Regions from separate parts of the Danio rerio genome. Here region 2 is linked to region 1. The links are chromatin contacts, called in public Hi-C maps. All regions are on one chromosome and are shown on one strand. Each heading gives the region's core, a stretch centred on a gene start, on an enhancer-like site or on the middle of the called end of the contact. The rest is flanking DNA. Distances are from core to core; before and after follow the strand shown.

The links. A called contact is a pair of places that touch in the nucleus more often than the background predicts.
Region 2: a contact with region 1 is called in a Hi-C map of hematopoietic stem cells, with 2.7 times the contacts expected there. The contact joins the promoter of zgc:174931 here to the promoter of prkab1b in region 1. A contact is called at or near these places in 5 of 18 Hi-C or Micro-C datasets (embryo and hematopoietic stem cells).

What each region holds. Positions count from the first base shown.
Region 1 is chr8:48,103,965-48,108,985 of GRCz12tu, forward strand. It overlaps prkab1b (protein kinase, AMP-activated, beta 1 non-catalytic subunit, b), which reads left to right and starts at 2,321. Exons shown (of 8, transcript NM_214713.2): 1 at 2,321-2,448; 2 at 3,815-4,007; 3 at 4,118-4,269. The coding sequence starts at 3,867. si:dkey-63d15.12 reads right to left here and starts at 3,056. Exons shown (of 9, transcript XM_073910976.1): 1 at 2,898-3,056; 2 at 1,397-1,531. It also overlaps LOC101885033.
Region 2 is chr8:48,276,287-48,281,023 of GRCz12tu, forward strand. zgc:174931 reads right to left here and starts at 3,403. Exons shown (of 8, transcript NM_001328104.1): 1 at 3,315-3,403; 2 at 3,100-3,157; 3 at 2,942-3,010; 4 at 867-983; 5 at 694-783. The coding sequence starts at 3,131. It also overlaps a transcript of unc119b not described here.

The sequences.
Region 1 (5,021 bases), core at 1,071-3,570:
TGGCTCAGTTGGCCATCTAATGTTTATACCAATGTTTATTCCATAATTCCAACCCCATAAATGTCCCATTACGCACTAAACAGTCACATTTACAGTAGCTTTTTTTGTCCATGGCAGAAACCAACTTTCAACAAAAAAAAAAAAAAAAAAAAAAGCTGCCAAGTGATTTCTGAAGACTTTATCTCTAGAATCCGACTGACATCTTTTAAGAAGCTTTTTTTTAATACTTGAAAAATCATATTCTGTTCCATGAGACAAAATGTGGAGACTGAAAATGATTAAATTATGCAAATAAACTATACATTTTAATTCTCCACTGTAAATGTACTTCTCATCTGCATGCCTTGGTATTTGATTAACACGATTTATATCCTGTGCTCTTATTAAGAAACAACTTTCTTCTTTTATCTCTGTTTACATCAACCAAACAGGATGCAATCTGACTGTGGTGAAGCCAGTTGACAGCAGGAAGCTGCACTGTAAATTTGTGGCGATCAGTTCCAGTGAACGCCAGAGGTCGCTGTGACCTAAACCGTGGCACAATGTGCTTAAAGTTCATCAATCAGTATTTTTCAAATGGAATGTATAAGTGGGTCTATTTTGCTCAAAGCATGGCCAAAAAAGACAAACCTACACTAAAAGTCACTTAATCTTAATGCCACCTCACAGATATACTGGATGAGAGTGGTGTCATTTATTCCTGCAAGCAGAACAATTGCAAAGTCTGTATTTGCTGACTATGTATGACACTTCAAATGCTGTAAATGTGTAGTTTAGAGGTGTACATTGTGCTTGTCTTTAAGCATACTACTAAAATGATGTTGTACTCAAATAGCTAAAATGAATGCTTTTACAGAAAATTGTTATTATGTATGGGTGAATGCAAAATAATAGAAAGTCTGAATGTTGTTATCTGTTTGTTTTTTAAGAGAAAATTGAAATAAATGCTCAATGTATTAAAAAAACTATGCTTAAATGTCTGTATTTGTTTTAATAGATCATAGCAGCATTAGTCACTCCCTCACGGCCTTTACCTCAAATGTATTCCGCAGCGTTCGGAGTATCTTGTACTTTGATATGTAATATTATAGCCAGCTATGGTTAAATATAGATAAATTGGGCTCCACTCTTGGCAATCAGAACAAACAACTAGCTAGCTACACATGCAATGGTACACGGTAGTACTTACTATATGTGTTTTATTGATAAGTTTTTAGTATACTTCAATGTACAGGTGATTATATTAATAGTAATCAGTTTGTCCTGATCATAGGTCTTGCTTGAGTTAATGACAAATGTTTTTTCAAGATCTGCTGGTGGTCCATATCTGTGCCACCCATGAGTGTTTATTAGAGTGTGCTTAAAATTGCGGATACAGTTCCACTTCTCTCTGTACCTCATTGCCAGTCATCTCATGATGCTGCGAAACTGGACAGCCGTGAGAATGTCACAAGACTCTGATGAGCACACATGTGGACTATCAAACACAGCTGGCTCACTCCATCACAGGATACACCACCTGGCATAGGCCCTAAAATTAAATAAAAAAAAAATATTTAATTATATATATTTTTTATTAAATTAAAATGTGGACTCCCAAATACAGCTAAATGAATGAATAGATTAATGAATAAAAATATAATTACAAAAAAGTTAAATAAAATGAATGAATCCAAATGCAGATGGTCACACTTCTATTCAAAATGTTTTTAAATTAAGATTACTACTTGAACGAAAGATTCAATTATTAATAAATGAATAAAACTAATGAACATGCGGACTTAAATAGAGCTAGACACCAAATCAGGGACAAAATAAATTGATTGTTATATGTCAATAAAAATTTAAAAAATGTTATTAAAAAATTATAAAAAATGAGTTTATAGCAAAGCAATTGGTGAAAAAGTATATAAATGATGAAATAAATGGCTCACCCACCACTTGCAAGGTAAAGTCCAAAATAAATAAATAAATAATAAATTAACTAACATAAAGAATATAAATTAGATTAATTACATAAAGTTTTAAAGTTAAACATTCTCTTTATGCTTTTAATTGTATTTAATTTCATTATTTTAAATATGAAACTGAAGCTAAATAAGGCTTTCTTTTAATGATTTTAGGCTCTATTCAAAACAACACATAGATTAAGGATAAGTAGCAGATTTCAACATTAACTTGCAGCAGACAAATATGTGAATACTGTATAAAAGTTTGAGGTCCTCTGAGTAAAAAAAAAGCCAAGTAACAGAAGTTGCAACAACTTGTTACAACACTCCTCGTCTCCCACTGTTTTAACTTCATACTGAGCTTGATGGTTATTTCCCTTGTCCAAAGCAGCAGGCGGAAGAGGTGTGCTTAACATTTAACCTTTTTGTGAGGCAATGTGAAAATGGCGTTATGAACGGAAACATAATCGTAGGCTACGGGCAAATAAAGTTTTCAGAGGTAAGATATTTAATCATAAATGAAAATTCCAAAGTCCGACATAAAGCGCAGGAAAACTGCGGTCTTTTGCGTGTAGGCGAGCCCTACACGTAAGAACAGAAACAACGAAGTCAAAAGACACAACATCCCAACGTTAAAGCCTAACGTTACGTCCTTGATAATGATACGTTGCTGTGGAATTGTCTTTGCATTCATAACCTAAAAAAAGGTGTACAAAAGAGAGCGCCGTTTGGTTATTAATGTTTGTTTATGCGATTAGCAAAACAATTGTAAACAGCGGTCAACATTTAACTTACTGTTTTTAATGCGTACGTCGCATACTTTGTAAAACCGTGCGAATTCTAACCACGATTGTTTTATTATTGCAGTCTTCTAAGTAACTATTAACATGTTCATGTATTTAATATAAACAATTTTTCGGATGCAGTGTAACGTTAGCTTAACGTTACCTTGTTCTTTGATTCCTCTAACGTCGATTAATTGAGAAGGAACCTAGTTTTTCATGCTTAAAAAAACTCGAAACTTTACTCCGTAAATTTAATAAACAACGACAGTACTTTTCATGTCGTGTACTTGGGTAACAGTTAATTACCAGTCACAAAATATGCGAAACGTTGTTATGGTTACCAGGGGTACTTAATTATGCTGTTCTCACGTCTCTTATTTAACGTTAAGTTAGATAACGTTAAATAATGGATAAAAGTACTATTCTAATACCAAATTTTCTTTGAAAACGTACATTAAGGAAAAATGGCAAATGGAATGAATGTAGACCAGATTGTAACTTACACAAGATGTAGAGTTGGCCACTCCAGATTTCCACGGTCAATAAATATGAGTGGGTAAGAGAAACCCATGTGTGATTGTGACTTATATTTTGACAGTAAAACAGAATATAGCATAAATGAGAATATAGCCTATATAGAATATATTTTAAACAATATTAGAGAACATTTTTATTCACAAAACATTTCAAAGGAAATGTTTAAAAAAGTGCCTCCTGGGAGAATTTTTAGAATATTTATACCTGACCAAATTGAAAGATCTTATTAGACCGTTTATCAGTGTTGTTGTCATCTGTATGCTTTTTATGCAATACTTTAAGAAACTGTTATGTTAGTAAATTGTGTATCAAATGTTTATTGGCAATATTACCATGAAAAGTCAATGCTGCGGAAATAGCGTTAAAACGTAAATAAATCAATGCCTTAGGATGAATAAAAAAAATAAACAAAAAAAAAATGCTGGAACTTATTAGTAAATAGTCATTTTTGAGCTTACAGTCCCTTTAAATCTGTTTAAAAACTACTTTATAAATGAATATACATTATACATGTAATGAATAAGATAAAATATTTTTTAAAAGCTCTTGTCCAGATCTGGAATTATCATTAACATGCATATAAATAAGGCACAGGATGGGCAACACCAGCAGTGAAAGAAGCGGAGGGGAGAAGACTCACCGGCGGGAGAGCCGTAGTGGAAAAGATGGAACTCGACCCAAAATCCTGATGGACAGTGCAGAGGATGGAGACCTCTTCCAGTCAGATGATGCCAAGGTGATGTGTTTACTGTGAAATATTAGCAATATGTTCCCACAACTTATTTATTACAGCAATAGCTACAATTACTCTAGACACCTCATCCATCTTTCTTTCTGTCATTCTAGGAGTTTCTAGCCTGGCGACAAGATCAGGAGTCGGATAGCAAAACCCCGCTGGAGGAAAGGCCCACTGTGTTCCGATGGAAAGGTCCAGGGAAAGAGATCTACTTGTCTGGCTCCTTCAACAACTGGGCCACCAAAATCCCCTTGAATAAGAGGTGAGTGCTGACAAGTCATTAAATCATTATCTCAACATATTAGACTGTGTTTACACAACAAACATAAGAAGAGGTTGTTATCACCCTGAAAATCATAGAGTTCTGCAAGTAAGCACATCTGGGAGCTTCAAAATAAAAGTAAAGAAACTACTGTGAAAATGGGATTTAAAGTGTAACTTTAAAAAATATGGTTTTAAAGTACATTAAGCTTCCTTGGTCACCGTAAAATGCAAAGTAAAAATGACAAAAAATTACTCTGCTGCATAAGTAAAACCAGTTTTACCAGTGCAATGATGAATGCTGTCATTCAAAATTTTGGGGTCAGTAAGGTTTCTTTTCTTGTTTAAGAAATTAAATAATTTTATTCTTCAAGGAACTATAAATTGCTAATTATGGTGGTATTTAACATTTAAAAATTGAACTAAACATTCATTTATTCATTATTGTACATCATTTGCATCACATCACAACTTTTAAGGAGGAATAAAAACGCTTCCAGTGACAGAAAACTGAAATTTAAAGAGATTGTTCATCCAAAATCTTCAGCGTTTATTCAAAGACGATTGTTTTTAAACTTTTAGGATTTTTTTTTCTTCTGTTGTACTTCGAAGATGTATTGAAGATTGTTGGAAACCAGCAGCCATTTACATTAAGAAATGGAACAAAAACTACAATGGAAGTCAATAGTTGTTTCTTTTCAAAATTTTCAAAATATATTTTGTGTTCAGGAGAATAAAGAAACAAGATTTGAA
Region 2 (4,737 bases), core at 2,153-4,652, 170 kb after region 1:
TAAAATGGTGATTTGTCAATTATACTTTACATTTTTCATTCATTTCATATATCGCTAAGCTAAGAAGCGCAAAAAGGAACGACGTCATATTGCCCTGTAGCGTTCGCTTAAAAAATGAAATGCAGCCACACGTACCTCCAGCTACATAATTTGCCATCTCCAGAAATGTACATTTTATAGAATGAGCCTGTGTTGGACATATTGGATAAGTGGAGCAAAGCCACACCACACACAACAACTTGATCTTCCATAGTTAAGTGAATTTGATAAAAGGCTTGCAACATTTCCACACTTGAAAGCATGTATTTTATGTGGGAATGTAAGTGATTTTCTGATACAGTTAAGGCCTTCGGTGTGAACACACAGTTACACTAACTGCCTGTTTAGTTCCATATTGATTGTTAAATCTTGCTTTGTACCTATAAGGATCTAAATAGTCTATCTTCTGTTTATCTAACCAACCTTCAGTCTCACTAGAATCCCACCCACTCTTTGAGATCTCAAAACTCTGGTAGTACCCAGAATAGTAAAGCCCACTAAATGAGGTTGAGCATTTTCATATCTAGCATCTAAACTCTGGAATAGCCTTCCTGATCTCAGAGGCTCAGAAACACTTTCTCAGATTAAAACTAGATTAAAGGAAACATAAGGAAGTGAAATTTTCTACATGTAACTCATTCAAGGCAAAATCACCTTGCGTTCGACTCTCCACATTTAAAGTTGGCTGGTGGATCCATTGACCAGTCAGTCCTCAAAGAGGATGAAGGAGAAGCTGCTTTTACTCTGTGAGAAAAACAGTGTCTTTATGACCCCTTTATTACAGTCAAATATGTGTTTTTTGTAGCAAGTTATTCATTCAAATTCACCTTAAATGCCGAGGAAATGTCTCTCTATCTTTGAAGTTGGCAGGTGGATCCATTGACCAGTCTGTCCTCATTGACATATAACTGAGTGTTGGAGAAGAAGCTCTCGTTGACTTGAGTCTAGAATGATAAGCTCATGTCAAACTCAACAGTACAACATTTGATTTATTAATTTATTTTTAAAGAAGCCAGATAATATATAAATATATATGGGTTAATATACCTTTCTACTTACACAGGAAAACTGAAAGCAATGGACAGAATTTTCTAATTAATGGAGTGAATAATAAAATTTGATTTGTTAAATCCTGTGAAAACCTTTAACTTAAAAATATCTATAGTATCAAAGAAAAGATATTCAATGTTATGATTTCATTTCTAAAAAAGTAAGCAAATATTGTAAATGTAAGGCATAGTTTATTAGATATAGCAAATAAGTATATAGTTAACTACTAATTTATTTATTAAGTATTAGCCCTATAAATAAATGAGAAAAAGGTTAATAAATACAACTATAAATGCTCTATCCTTCACTTATAAGTCCTTAGCATGTGCTTAATATATGTATTTTTAATAATTTATTAATAATCAATTTATAATTTCTAAATTAGGTATTCAATTTCATATAAACGTATAAGAGTTTTCATTGGTGTATAAGATAAATTAAAACATAATTATTAGCGCATTCCTACTATTTTTTATTATTAAGTCAAGCACCTATAAACAATTTATAAGTTGTATCCTAATTAATTTTGTGAGCTCAACCAAAATAATGACTTTTTTGTTACTAATCACGAACGAAAAGCATGACGGACAGACAACTGCAATCTTACTAATTTGTTTATGGCAAAAAAAGTCAAGAGGTACCAAAAGTAAACCAAATGACGATGTGTTGTAGTTGATGATTAGTGAGAAACAAACAGAGTTTTTGATTCAATTTGTTGATAATCGCTAAAAATATTACTCAGATCACTCTCTCTTAACAAACATCTCCTTAAAGGTGCCATTTCAGGTTCCAATGCACATCAACCCAAATCATGACATGTCATAACCTGACTGTGACGAAGCAGATGAGAGCCAATCATGAGCCAATGAGCATTTGATTTTCCTTGCCGTAAAACCTATCATAAAGCCTCTTGACGCAGGATGGTTTGAATTTAATAATGATAATAACGAACGTGGGGTTTGAAAGTTGATGACTTGATGCCTATTATGGACACTATAGTGCTGAGGAGGGCAGATAAAGAGTGCTGTTCACTGAAACTAATCATGTCTGCAAAATTATTGTAAACAATTTATATGTGTTGAATTTAAACAAACTAATACATTTTGTGATGTTCAACTTAGTTTGTTTAAATTCAGCCCAAATAAATTGTTTACAACCACTTAAATAAAAAAATCTAAGAGATCTAAGGAATCATCTTTGAATATTTTCTTTAGAGTTCCTCACAGTCAAAAGATTTGGATTACAGGGCAAGAATAACATTGACTTCTTTCCTAACCATTTTCTGCGTATGTAATATTAGGAAAATTGATTGCTTCAACTTAAATATTAACAAAACAGTTTTGACAGTTCAAATCCAGCTTGGTTTGACATAAACATGATGAAGTACTGAACAATAATAAATGCAAACTATAAATACTGCATTGCTTGTAAAGCTGATGAAGCACGGAAGTAAACAAGTTTCATCTGCATGGTACTTGGTGTTTGGAATGTACTACTGCACAAATTATTTATATACAAAAAAGTAAATAAAACAGAACCAGAGGAATCATTTTTATAGTGACAAATATGGGTGAAGTACAGTCCCAAAATAGCACCCTAAAGAGGAGTAGTGGGCAAACCATTTATTAGCATTTTCAGAGAGACCAACAATGAATGGTGTTTTTAAAAGTATACCATTATCAAATATACATGCGTTTATAAGTGAAAAATAGAGTTGTATTTATAAACTGCAAATTTGAAGACAATGCTTTAAACGTAATAAATGAACTCCAAACAAATGCTTTATAGCATGTTTAGAGTCAACCAGCACTAAGTCGTTCTTTGTACATGAAGTAGAAAAACATTAATCCACCTTTTACTTGTGCATTCAGCCGGTCGTTCTGCAGCGCGTTCAGTCTCAGATCTCCTCCTTTTTGACGGGCTTGAAACCCATATTACAGCATAATATGTAATTAATGCAATTTGTAAAAAATGTCATTAGGATACTTGAAAAACAACTTGTAACCTTACCCTTTAAATTCACGCGGTCCTTTCAGACTCATTATTGTGCGGGAGAAACTTCCGAGACCTGAGAAAGTGAAACACAGTCGTGAACAGATATCACTTTCATTTAGATACTGGACAGAAGTCGAACCTGTTGGTTTTCACAAATGCAAACCTGCTGTAGTGAGACTAAAAATGTAAACAAAGTATACATGTGAATTTATGTTAGCCAAAACACTTACTACTAATAAGAAAAGACTTAATCTGCTTTCACGATGCGTCGATCACTCCCTATCAAATTTATGTAAACACGTGATCCAAACAGATTCTTTCAGAAGGATGTGGGCTGGGCTCGCCTACATCAAAACAAATCAAGAAAACAATCACATCTCGGATATATAAAATAATGTATCTTCTCATAATGAATTACTAAAAAACAAACATTAACAAAAAACACTAACAATCGCACAAAACGTGTAATTGGACAGAGATTAGCATTTAAAACATTTATCGTCCAGTTCATGCTATCTGAAATCATTTGATCAAATCGTAGTGGCATTTGCTGCCACCTTGTGGTACAATATTGATGTTTACTGTGAAGCAAAGGATAAAGCACAAAAAGACAAAAATATAAAACGAATTTATTTCCCTTTCTGAACAAAACAAAACACCCCTTACACATCTTAACAGAAGTCCTATTTTACACAATATAATACAATGCCCCTATAATCCTGACAAAAAAGTGGACCTTGGAAATTATTGACAGGATGTGAATTATAGACTACAGGTTGAGATTAGAAAAATGCATTGAATTAAATTAATATAACATACCTTTAATCAATTTTCCCTTATGAAAATCAACACTGGCTTTACTAAAATTAATATCTAAAACAGTTTTCTGTAGCTAAAGTTTTGCTACACAAACTACAGCTTAACCATAATTTTTGGAGCAAATATGTGGTTGTATAAATCTATCAATGGACCACACATCATTGGTTACTAGACTTTTATTATAATAAAACAATGGTTCATTTTTCAAAAGTTATCAACACTATACATAACAAAATGGGAAACTTGATCTCGTCTTGAGAATATAACATTCAGCCTTCAGTGTCACTCAAACTTGTCAGTAATGAAAATGAAAGTCGAATGTACCTATTCATTTTAATGGACCCGGTTTACTAGTCTTGGTTTTACCAGTTAATGTATAAACCAGTCAGTGTAAAAGAATGTAGTATAACGAAATATGTCAAAATAAAAGTCCTGATACAGGCGTAATTAAATCTGACATAATAAAAGTCTACATAAAAGGACAAATGTATTCCAGTTGACACCATAATACACAACAAATGTAAAGCACAAGCAGCATTCCTAAAGCAACGGATATTTCCAAATCCACACATTAGAGTGCAAGACAAAAAAAAGAAGAAGAAAAAACACCAAAAGTGAACAGATCACATCCTTGTTGTGTCAACTGAAATGCTTAATAACATATGTCTCAAACTTAATTCCTGGAGGGCCGCAGGTCTGCTGCTCTGAGTAGTCTTGAACACCTTGATTAGTTGGATCATCTGTGTTTGATTAGGGTTGGAGCAAAACTGTGCAGAGCTGTGGCCCTCCAGGAATTAAGCTTTGAGACCCATGGTTTAGAAACTAATAGACACT